Regions from separate parts of the Sus scrofa genome. Here region 1 is linked to region 2. Evidence: chromatin contacts called from public Hi-C data. All regions are on one chromosome and are shown on one strand. Each heading gives the region's core, a stretch centred on a gene start, on an enhancer-like site or on the middle of the called end of the contact. The rest is flanking DNA. Distances are from core to core; before and after follow the strand shown.

The links. Hi-C and Micro-C count contacts between places; a contact is called where the count stands out from the background.
Region 1: a Hi-C map of liver shows a contact between it and region 2, with 2.3 times the contacts expected there. The contact joins the enhancer-like site here to the promoter of SSBP4 in region 2. A contact is called at or near these places in 1 of 5 promoter capture datasets (liver), 4 of 47 Hi-C or Micro-C datasets (embryonic fibroblasts and liver) and 1 of 2 datasets of contacts at active chromatin or transcription factors (alveolar macrophages).

The regions. Positions count from the first base shown.
Region 1 is chr2:59,467,243-59,473,298 of Sscrofa11.1, forward strand. The region is part of intron 2 of PGPEP1 (pyroglutamyl-peptidase 1); the gene reads right to left. Among named protein-coding and RNA genes, the nearest start is that of PGPEP1, 16 kb to the right of the region's middle. Within about 2 kb of position 1,894, at least 3 of the 83 cell types and tissues checked have an H3K27ac peak or open chromatin away from gene starts, as enhancers often do. A contact at or near this core is called in liver, where this site is marked.
Region 2 is chr2:59,381,856-59,388,053 of Sscrofa11.1, forward strand. It overlaps SSBP4 (single-stranded DNA-binding protein 4), which reads right to left and starts at 2,682. Exons shown (of 17, transcript XM_021083516.1): 1 at 2,339-2,682. The coding sequence starts at 2,397.

The DNA of each region.
Region 1 (6,056 bases), core at 644-3,143, 85 kb after region 2:
GACCTACACCACAGCTCTCGGCAACACCAGATCCTTAACCCACTGAGCAAGGCCAGGGATGGAACCCTCATCCTCATGGATCGTAGTCAGTTTCATTAACCACTGAGCCACAAAGGGAACTCCCAATCCTGTCTTTTTATCAGGATCTTGACCATGTAGGGAAGATGGGGATGCACAAACTTTTCAATTTCAAGAAATGTGAGTTTTCTGGAGAGTCATGAGCTTAGAGGCACAGAACACCTTTCCCAAAGCCTCATGCTGGATAGCCCACCATTTCAGCTGTTTCCCCAATGGAGCTAATACTTATTTAATGTTTGCCTCAAACTCATTCACTTAATTTTTTTCCCTTAAATAAATTTAGCTTCATCCCTAATTGACAATATCCAAGAAGTTACAGGACTTGATGTGCTGCTCATATACGCTTTTTCTAAAACACATTATATTAAATACTCAGCCACTATAATCTCATGTTTGCACTATATAGTGTGTATATATTTTTCATGTATGAACTATTTCAAAAATAGTTTATAGCACTTCTCTCTTCTACCAAAAATAGTTTTTATTCCTTTTAAAACTAACTCAAATTTAAAAAAATCTGGAGTTCCCGTCGTGGCTCAGTGGTTAACGAATCCAACTAGGAACCATGAGGTTGTGGGTTTGATTCCTGGCCTCGCTCAGTGAGTTAAGGATCCGGCGTTGCCGTGAGCTGTGGTGAACATCGCAGACACAGGTTGGATCCTGCGTTGCTGTAGCTGTGGTGTAGGCTGGCAGTTACAGCTCCGATTCGACCCCTCACCTGGGAACCTCCATATGCCTCAGGTGAGGCCCTAGAAAACACACACACACACACACACACACACACACGCACACACGCACACACAAATCCACTAACTCCAGTTGATAAACAACAAAGTCCTAATATCATGTAATAAACTATAAAGGATGGAGATACCCTGTGGGCCAGTAGGTTAAGGATCTGGCATTGTCACTGCAGCAGCTCAGGTCACTGCTGCTGGCCAGGTCAACCCCTGGCCTAGGGAGTTCCCATTTGTGGCACAGTGGAAACGAATCCAACTAGGAACCATGAGGTTGCGGGTTCAATCCCTGGCATTGCTCATGGGTTAAGGATCCGGCATTGCCATGAGCTGTGGTATAGGTCGCAGACAGGGCTCGCATCTGACGTTGTGGCTGTGGTGTAGGCCGGCAGCTACAGCTCGGATTAGACCCCTGGCCTGGGAACCTCCATATGCCACTGTGTGGCCCTAAAAGGACAAAAGACAAATAAATAAATAAATAAATAAATAAATCCCTGGTCTGGGAACTTTCACATGCTACAGTTGTGGCAAAAAAGAAAAAAAAAAAAAAAACAAACTAAGAGAGAACCTGAAATAAACATTGCAATTTTTATTTTATTTTATTTTAATTTTTTTTGTCTTTTTGTTTTTGTTGTTGTTGTTGCTATTTCTTGGGCCGCTCCCACAGCATATGGAGGTTCCCAGGCTAGGGGTCCAATGGGAGCTGTAGCCACCGGCCTACACCAGAACCACAGCAACGCGGGATCCGAGCCGCGTCTGCAACCTACACCACAGCTTACGGCAACGCCGGATCGTTAACCCACTGAGCAAGGGCAGGGACCGAACCCGCAACCTCATGGTTCCTAGTCGGATTCGTTAACCACTGCGCCACGACGGGAACTCCTTGCAATTTTTATTTTAAAACACACACACACACACACACACACAGACATTACTCAAGTAATTGTTTGAACACAGTGTTTGGACTCTGTCCTCTGGCTAAAGACAAAAAGAACTGTAAGCAAATACTAAATTCGAATGAGCAGGCTTTCTTTTGGGGGAAGCATGAGTTAGCAATTCTGAAATTCCTTTCTGTTTATTCTAGGATTGATCAAAAAGAAGTGAACACACTGGAGATCATGGTGGGGAGGAGCCTGACACTGTCAGAGGAAGGAGTCACAAGTCTGTGGCACTGGATCAGAATTGGAGGCATCTGTGCAAACTCCAGAGTTTTGATATAGAAATGTGTAAGGCAGTGGGTGTGAATGTACACACCTCTATTTTCCAGCTCTGTCCACTGACAGAGCTCAGAAGCAGTAAACTCTAGTAGCAATGAGCACACCCAGCTCTCAGCTTCCAGTTTTAAATAGTATTCTCTGCTAAAACTCTCTTCCAGTTTTAAATATTATTCTCCCAGCTTCCAGTTTTAAATATTTTCTGCCAAATATTATTATCTGCTAAAAGAATAAAACATCTTGGAGAAGTTGCTCATTCCAGGGATGAGGTAGGGAAAGTACAAAAGTGAACCCAGAGTTACCATATGACCCAGCAATTCCCCTCCTAAGTGTGTATGCGTATATATATGAGAAATGAAAACCTACATCCACGCAAAAACTTGTATGTGAATGTCCACAGCAGAATTATTCATAATAACCAAAAGGGGGAAATAACCCAAATGCCCATCAATGGGTGAACAAATAAACAAAATGTGATTTATCCATACAAAGGAATATTACTCAACCATGAAAAGGAGTGAAGTATTGATCCATGCTACAACATGAATGGACTTTGAAAATATTATACTGGGTGAAAGAAGGCAGACACGAAACACTACCTCTTGTATGATTCCATTCTTTTTTGTTTGTTTTTTTGCTATTTCTTGGGCTGCTGCCACGGCATATGGAGGTTCTCAGGCTAGGGGTCGAATTGGAGCTGTAGCCACCGGCCTACGCCACAGCCACAGCAATGCGGGATCCAAGCCACGTCTGCAACCTACACCACAGCTCACGGCAACGCTGGATCGTTAACCCACTGAGCAAGGGCAGGGACCGAACCCGAACCCGAAACCTCATGGTTCCTAGTCGGATTCGTTAACCACTGAGCCACGATGGGAACTCCCTGTATGATTCCATTTATATGAATTGTCCAGAACAGGTAAATCTATACAGACAGAAGGTAAATTAGTGATTGCCAGGGACCGAGGGAAAGGAGGAATAGGAGTGATAGCTAATGGGTATGGGGTTTCTTTTGGGGTGATGAAAATGTTCTTGATTAAGGTAGAGGTGATGGTTGTACAACTTTGTGAATATACTATAAACCATTAAATTACACATTTTAAAAAGGTAAATTTTGGAGTTCCCATCCTGGCTCAGCAGTAATGAACCCGACTATCATCCATGAGGATGCAGGTTCAATCCCTGGCCTCGCTCAGTGGGTTAAGGATCTGGTGTTGCTGTGAGTTGTGGTGTGGGTAGCAGACATGGCTTGGATCCCATGTTGCTGTGGCTATGGTGTAGGCCAGCAGCTGCAACTCCAATTTGACCCCTAGCCTGGGAACTCCATATGCCATGGGTGCGGCCCCAAAACACACACACAAAAAAAAAAAAAAAAAAAAAAAATTATGGTACATGAGTATATCTCAATAAAATTATATCTCAATTAAAAAAAACCCAAAGCATCTGACATCAAATGTTAAAGTAGCAATCAGAAAAAAAAAAAAAAAAAGATGCCCTGATAAATGCAATGTAGGGTCCTGGACAGGCTGCTAGAACAGAAAATGGACATTAGTAGGAAAACTCATGAAACTTGAATAAAGAGTAGAGTTTAGTGAACAGTAATGGACCAATGCTGGCTTCTTTATTTTGAGAAATGTAGTCATTATATAAGATGTTAACACTAGCAGAAAGCAAGGGGTATGTGGAAACTCCTTGTATTATCTTTGCAATTCCTCTGTAAGTCTGAAATTATTCTGAAATTAAAAGTGTATTTCCGGAGTTCCCGATGAGGCTCAGTGATTAACGAATCCGACCAGGAACCATGAGGTCGAGGGTTCGATCCCTGGCCTCTATCAGTGGGTTAAGGATCCGGCATTGCTGTGAGCTGTGGCGTAGGTCGAAGATGCAGCTCAGATCTGGCATTGCTATGCAGCTCAGATCTGGCAGCCACAGCTCCGATTGGACCCCTAGTCTGGGAACCTCCATGTGCTGCAAATGTGGCCCTAGAAAAAGGCAAAAAAAATAAAAATAAAAAAGTGTATTTCCAAAAAGTGAGCCTGGAACCAAAAAGGAAGAAAGTGCTCAAGAATGATGGCGACATTGAAAAAAGACACAGGAACCAACTGAAGGGGCCATCACCGGCCAAATCTGGGAGATGCGAGCATTAAAATTAAGACAGTAAGAGATTATCATCTACTGAAGACAGTAAGTACCCATGATTCCACACAGATACAAATAAAGTTACAGTAGAAGGCCATTAAAAAGTACCAAAGGAAAGATGGAATTAGAAAACCACCCTTTATGCTCGACATCACTAATTATTAGAGAAATGAAAATCAAAACTACCGTGAGGTACCACCTCACACCAGTCAGAATAGCCATCATTAATAAGTCTACCAATAACAAATGCTGGAGAGGGTGTGGAGAAAAGGGAACCCTCCTGTACTGTTAGTGGGAATGTAAATTAGTACAACCACTATGGTAAACAGTATGGAGGTACCTCAGAAAACTAAACATAGAACAATCATATGACCCAGCAATCCCACTCTTGGGCATACATCTGGACAAAACTATACTTAAAAAAGATATATCCAACCCAACAGCAAAAAAGCCAATCAATCAATGGAAAAATGGGCAAAAGACCTGAACAGACATTTCTCCAAAGAAGATATACAGATGACCAGCAAACACACAAAAAAATGCTCAACATCGCTGATTATAAGAGAAATGCAAAACAAAACTACCATGAGATACCACCTCACACCAGTCAGAATGGCCATCATTAATAAATCCACAAATAACAAGTGCTGGAGGGGGTGTGGAGAAAAGGGAACCCTCCTGCACTGTTGGTGGGAATGTAAACTTGTACAGCCACTATGGAGAACAGTTTGGAGATACCTTAGAAATCTATACATAGACCTTCCATATGACCCCACAATCCCACTCTTGGGCATCTATCCGGACAAAACTCTACTTAAAAGAGACACATGCACCCGCATGTTCATTGCAGCACTATTCACAATAGCCAGGACATGGAAACAACCCGAAGGTCCATCAACAGATGATTGGATTCAGAAGATGTGGTATATATACACAATGGAATACTACTCAGCCATAAAAAAGAATGACATAATGCCATTTGCAGCAACATGGATGGAACTAGAGAATCTCATACTGAGTGAAATAAGCCAGAAAGACAAAGATAAATACCATATGATATCACTTATAACTGGAATCTAATATCCAGCACAAATGACCATCTCCACAGAAAAGAAAATCATGGACTTGGAAAATAGACTTGTGGCTGCCTCATGGGAGAGGGAGGGAGTGGGAGGGATTGGGAGCTTGGGGTTATCAGACACAACTTAGAATACATTTACAAGGAGATCCTGCTGAATAGCTTTGAGAACTTTGTCTAGATACTCATGTTGCAACAGAACAAAGGGTGGGGAAAAAAATGTAATTGTAATGTATACATGTAAGGATAACATGACCCCCTTGCTGTACAGTGGGAAAAAAAAAAAAAAAAAGGAGTTCCCCTCGTGGCGCAGTGGTTAACGAATCCGACTAGGAACCATGAGGTTGCGGGTTCGGTCCCTGCCCTTGCTCAGTGGGTTAATGATCCAGCGTTGCCGTGAGCTGTGGTGTAGGTTGCAGACGCGGCTTGGATCCCGCGTTGCTGTGGCTCTGGCGTAGGCCGGTGGCTACAGCTCCGATTCAACCCCTAGCCTGGGAACCTCCATATGCCGCGGGCGCGGCCCAAGAAATAGCAACAACAACAACGAAAAGACAAAAGACAAAAAAAAAAAAGATATATCCACCTGTATGTTCATTGCAGCACAATTCACAATAGCCAAAACATGGAAACAACCTAAATGTCCATCAACAGATAAATGGATTAAGATGTGGCATATATACACAATGGAATACTACTTGATAAACAAGAACAAACTAATGCCATTCACAGCAACATGGATGGAACTAGAGACTCTCATACTAAGTGAAGTTAAGTCAGAAAGAGAAAGACAAATACCATATGATATCACTT
Region 2 (6,198 bases), core at 1,432-3,931:
AAGAGCCAAGACCATGTTCAGAGAATCAAGATCTGGGAGTTTCCTAATGGCCTAGCTGTTAAGGATCTGGCATTGTCACTGCTGTGGCTCAGGTTCGATCCCTGGCCCAGGTACTTTCACAGGCTGCAGGCATGACCAAAAAAAAAAAAAAAAAAGAATCAAAATCTGGGAGTTCTTTGCTGGTCTAATGGTTCGGACTCAGTGCTTTCACCACCGCAGCCCAGGTTCAATCTCTGGTCTGGGAACTAAGATCCCACATCAAGCCACTGCATGCCATGGCCAAAAAAAACCCAAAAACCAAAAAACAAAAAAACCCCCAAAATCTTTCCTGAACTGTTCAGTGGGACTGAAATGCAACTCCAAACCCTACCACCCCAGCTCAAACCCATTTCCTCCACTCTGTCTCCATGACCACCACCTAAGCTGCCACCATTAGCTCTCTCCCAGTTAACTGTGCCTGCCTTTCCCAGGTCTCCTGGTCCTCTACCCCCACCAACCCCAAATAAGCCCTAGTCCACAAAAGAGCTGGAATGCACTTTCAAACACATGCCTCTCTGGCTCATACGGCACACCCCACCCCTGGACACCAGCCCTAGCTCTTTTGCCTGGCCTCACCCTAGGGACTCTGCACTTGCTGTGCCCTCAGCCATCAGCTCTTCCTCCAGGTCTCTGCACACCTGGCACCTCCCTCACACTTCACTACCTCCCACTTTGCTTTCTTCATAGCACATCCCAAGATCTTCACATCAGCTTGCTAAGTAACTCGCTTGCCTCCTAGCTAGGATGTGGGCTTCTTCAGGGCCAAGGTGTGCCTTTCCAACCACTATGCCCCAGGACCCAGCCCAGCACATGTCTGAACAAGTGAACAATTCCCACTGAGGGAGTGGTAGCCCCTAGATCCCAGCAGCCAGGGTAAAAGGATGGCTGCAGATGTGCCAGGATTCCCAGGAGTTGGGTATCCAGACATCCCCTGCTTCCAACCTCAAAAGAGCCAGGTGCCAGTTTCAAAAAGCCTTCCTGCTCGAAGGTGCCTGGAAATGGAGCCCACCTCATAACTGTGCAGATCGACAAGACAAGCCTAGAAAAGTACTCATCTACCTAGCATCTTTTGGCCAGAAGGCTCTTCTCCAAAATGACCCCAAGGCTGGGTAGAGAATGGACACTCATCCTTATGTGTGTATGTAGGAGTGGGGTGGGGCAGTGACCTCAATGTCAGCCCAGGCAGAAAAGGCAGAACAGGAAAGAGCCCATGTCCAAGGGGCTTCCTCACCACCCAGACATTCAAGTCCTTCTAGGATCTTGTGAATCAACCATTGGCCATCAGCCATGGCAAGCCTTCCCTTCTCTCTGGCACTTTAACAATACTGCAAAACCATTGGGTGCCCTTACTGTGAGGCAGTCGCAGCTCCAGCACCTTTCAAATGCTCCCCAAACCTAAGAGATGGCACTGCATTTATAAGGAAGGGAAAGTGAGCCTAGCAGGGGGTGCTCCCTCATCCAAAGCCACAAAACAGGTTAAGAGACAGTGTCAGAAGGCAAGGGAAGCACAGCAGCCCTGCTGCCTCCCCACCCCAAGAAGCTCTCATCACAGAGTCTGGAAATTAGCTACCTATCCTTCTAACAGCCTGAAAGCATCTGCTACCCACAGCCCAGCCCAGCCCCAGAACAAGTGGCAGGCCCCAGGACTGTGAGCCTTGCAGCTTCCTCAGGGCCCCATCCAGCCGCCCCAAGCCCGCTTGGACAGGTGGCCTTGCAGGCCCTTCTATCATCTCTCAAGCTTTTCCCAAGGAGCAGAAGTACCAGAGTAAGCAGTGTCCCCTACCTGGGAAACTTCCTGGGAGGATGGAGGAAGCTACACAAACTGTGACTCCATGCACTCACATATGCAACCTTGCACACCCAAGTCTCGACCGTCGGGGAGGTCTCGCGACCCTCTAGTCACTCTAGGATCTCGCGCGCCCCCTCAAATCTCGCACCCTCGAGTCTCGCGCGCCCCCGCAAATCTCGCACCCCTCGGGTCTCCTGCGCCCCTACTACTCTTTCAACCTCTCGAGTCTCGCGCGTCCCCTCAAATCTCGCGACCCCTTAAATCCCTCATGACCCTTTGGGTTTTGAGCGCTCCCACGTATCTCGCGCCTCCTTGAGCCCCCTCGGGTCTCGCGCACCCGCTCAAATCTCGCGGCCCTTCGAGCGTGCTCTGGCCCCGCACGCCCTGCACCCCGCACCCACGTGCCCAACGCAGTGCCCAACGCAGTGCCCGCTGGCGGTGGGGCCCACGGAAGCGGCGCGGCCACTGAGCCCCGCCCCCGGCTCCCGAGGTCCCGGCCCACTGACTCACTTCTCGCGTGCCTGGCTGTCGGAGGGCACGGCCGAGCCCTTGCCCCCCTTGGCGTACATCCTGCTCCGTGCCGCCGCCGCCGCGCTGGGGCCCCACACCTGTCAGGCGGCGCCGCGGGCCGCGCTCCCGGTCGCCATAGCTACCCCGCGTCCCGGGCCTCACCACCCCGAGCCCCGCGCGGGCATCGCGGGCATCGTCCGCGCGGGGGAGCTCCAAACGGCCGAGACGGCAGCGGCGGCGGCAGCTCCAGCTTTGGCTCTGACCACGGGTTTTATTTTCTTCCTCTCTTCCCTCAGCGCGGGCTGTTCCGGGAAGCGCGCGCCCCCTCCTCCCGCCGCGCGCGCCCCCGCCCGCCGCCTCCCCGTCGCTCGCGGGCGCCGCTCTTAAAGGGGCGATGGCAGGAGCGCGGGTGGGTCCCGCCGCCAGGACCGTGGGCCGGGCGCGCAAGCGCAGTGCCCGCCGCGGGGGGAGGGGGCGCGGGCTGCTCACGCTCAGGGCATGAGTGGGGACACCACTTCTGGGGCACACAGCGGGACACAGCTGATCATGGCTACACACACATTGTCCAAATAGAACCAGCCACCCAAATTGTACACCTAAGAACACAAGCCCACACTTAATTGCGATAGCATTCTCCGACACAAGACTCCACACGTAAGTCCGCATAACTACTGGAATAACTACTGATAGACCTATAAAGCTACAGGCAGTCACACTGGATGTATCACCCCGCAGCACAGGTGGGGACCGCCATACACAGTCTGCCCAGAGACACGCAGGTATACACAGCTTAAATAGTTGCTGTTACAGAACACTGAAACAGACCACGCGCACCTCGGCACACACCTGCATAGACACGCATTTGGAACCGCTATGGCACATCTTCCAACAGCTGTGGAATGAGCCCAAGCAGCTACTTGCTGTCACCCTGGGGCACCCTGTTGCAGCCTCTGGAGGGCTCCACACAGGGGCCTGGGCTGTCACTGAGCCACAGATAACTGTGTCACACAGTCACACGCAACGCACAGTCACACAACAGAGATGCTCGCAGCACAAAGACACCACACAGACAAGAAGCTCCTGGGGTGCCCAGGCCACACGCTGGGAGCCACTCTGCACAGCCCTACTGTCACACCTCGTGTCAATAGTCGGTGCTGGGTGACGGACTGGGTCACTCCCGCCTGCTCCGCCTCTCTGCCAGTGTTGCCAGCTGTTAATGGCATGAATCCCATTTGCCTGGGTGCAGGGAAAGGGTATTCCATTCTCTCTCCTGGGACCCTTCTTCTACCCCCAGGATATTTTCAGAGAAGGTGGAGGCAGACACTCAGGCAAGGAAGGACACCCGCAGGGCAAGGGGTGCTTGGGAGGGGTGGAGGCCTGTGCGCCAGGGGACCTGTGGGCTGCGTGCGTGGGCTGGGTGAGGAGAGGCGGTCCAAGGTCCAACTGTGACTCTAGGTCTGGATGCTTCTGGGAATATTTGCCATAGGTATTCTTTTTTTTGCTACGTGCAACCAGTGTGTGTGTAGACATGCGGATCCTGTGTGAGTGCACGTGTGCATCGCTGTGTGTGGGAGGATTGGCAAGTACCCAGTCGCTGGCGGGGCAACTGTCCCTGGCTCTGCGACGGTGGCTGCGTGTCCGCGGCGGTTTTGGGGGGCCAAGTGACGCCACGTCACATTTTGTGCACTAGGTTGGATTGCTGCCTCCCTGGGACCTCTGTTGTGTGGTTGTGCGCTCAGATTTCCCATGTTGTGTGTTTGTGTGTGCGCGCGCGCGCGCGCGCGAGCCTTGATCGGAACGCCCTTCCCGCTGCCCTACGACCCCCATTATGCTTCCCTCTTAGAACCGCCCCCAATGGCCTCCCTCCGACCCAAGGCTTCTGGCGGGCGGGAAGTCCTGAACCGCTGGGGTTCCAGACGGACGAGGAGGAAGGGAAGGGCAGGGCCAGGCGGTCGTCAGCCCCGCCTCCATCCTGAGGGGCCCCGGCCGGGGTTGGGGGGGACGCCAGCCCTTCCCACTTCCTGTCCAGCCGGTCGTCCCCTCCCCCAGCTTCCTCTCCCGCGGGCCTCCTAGGCCCCAGGCCGGCGCGGAGGAGGGGCCCTCTCTGCGTTTTAATGGGGCGCGGCAGACTTGATTCTGTCGGGCGTCGAGCTGGCGACTGCCCAATGTCCCCGGGGCCGCCAGGGGATGTGGACATCAAGGACACCCTCATCGTAATGCCCACCAGTGCCCATCACCGCTCTTCAGCCAGGCACACAGAGGGTGTGACTCACCCAGGTCACACAGTGTATTGGTGACAGCTGTGACTGCCGGGCACTACGGACGCCCCCATCCAGGCGCTCCCCATTTATCTCCTAATGTTCTGTGGCTCCCTAGGATTCTGTGCCCTGGTTGGGCCCCCCGCTATCTCTGAGCCGCCGCTCCTTAAGTCGGCGTGAGCCTTCATCCTCCGCGCAAACATTTATTGAGTGCCTGCTGTGTGCCGGGCTCTGTGGACCAGTCTGGACGTGTTGCTATTGCTTGTGAAGCAAAGGGAGGGCCGAACGTCAAAAGCTGGCGAGTCAGTAGGCTAATTTCAGGGAGTGCCACGTGCTGGGCAGAGGGAGGGGACCCCGGTGAAGAGGACCGGGCAACCGCTGGGGCGGAGGGAGGAAAGGAGGCTGGGAGGCGGAGGCACCCGCGGCCCGGCGAGTTGCAGAGGGGGAGGCACGGCTGGCGGGAGCGGAGAGCGCCGTTCTCATGGCAACCGGGGCGGATCTCCAAAACAGCCTCAGCGAGGGCGGAAAAGTCCGAGAAGAGCGACCTCTGGGCCCCACGCAGCGACCGGGAAGCTGAGTCGCGGGCACATCCACCCAGGCAGGGCTCACGCCTAGCAAGAACAGAACCCATAGAAACACCGCCCCCGATCCCCCTTGCAAAGGAGGGACGTGAGGGGGAAAAGGAAAAAAATTTCAATAAGGGGAGGGGTGGATCCGAAAGATCTGCAAGGAGAGTGCTCAGATTGCTGTCGCGGCAAGTGCAAAGGCCCTGAGGTGGGCACAAGATTAAAATGTTGAGGCAGAGCGAGGAGGGCAGTGTGGCTGCAGCAGGGGATAGAGGAACCGAGGGGCCGGAGCACTCCTGGCGGAGACCGGTCGGGATTTGTTCTAAAAGGAAAAGGGAGCCATCGGAAGGTGTGTTAGCCGCGAGGGACGGGATCTGCATCAAGATTTTAAGAAGCTTCATGGGGGCTGCCGGGTGGATCGGGATGGCATGGAGGAGGCAGGGAGGTTGGCCCAGGTAGGCAGGGGTCCTGGCCCAGGAATTGATTTAGGAGCCAAAGTGAGCGGGGAACGGTAAGCGAGGAGCGCTAAGGGTGAAAGTTGGACCCCAGACCTGCAACCTTTTTGCTGGCTCCCGGTCGCCCCCCTGTGGCCACGCGGGGACTGCAGCCCTGAGCTGGGTCTCTGCCTCTAAGAACCACCCATGCTCGCAAACCTCAGCCCTAAGCGGTCGGAGTCGGTGCCTGGAGGAACCCGAAGCCGGGTCTGCTTGTAGCGCAGGGGGACCGCCTGGAGGAGGAGCCAACCCTCCCCTCATTTACTCCTTCCAGCCCTTCCATTATTCAGAGGCACTCTTCATAGGCCCACCTCCCAGCCTTTGCACTGGCTGTTCCTGCTGCCTGGAGCGCTCTTTCTCCGGCTCCAGGCCTGGACTATTCTGGTTCCTCCTTCGGCCTTTGGCCGCAGCGTTCCTTCTCCCCCACCCTCCTTCTCTTCCTCCTCCTTTCCCTCCTCCCCCACTTCTCCTTCTCCATCTTTCACCTCTCCCTCCCTCTTCGCCTTCCCTGGCCACCTCCTCCAGATTACTGGTTCTGCACT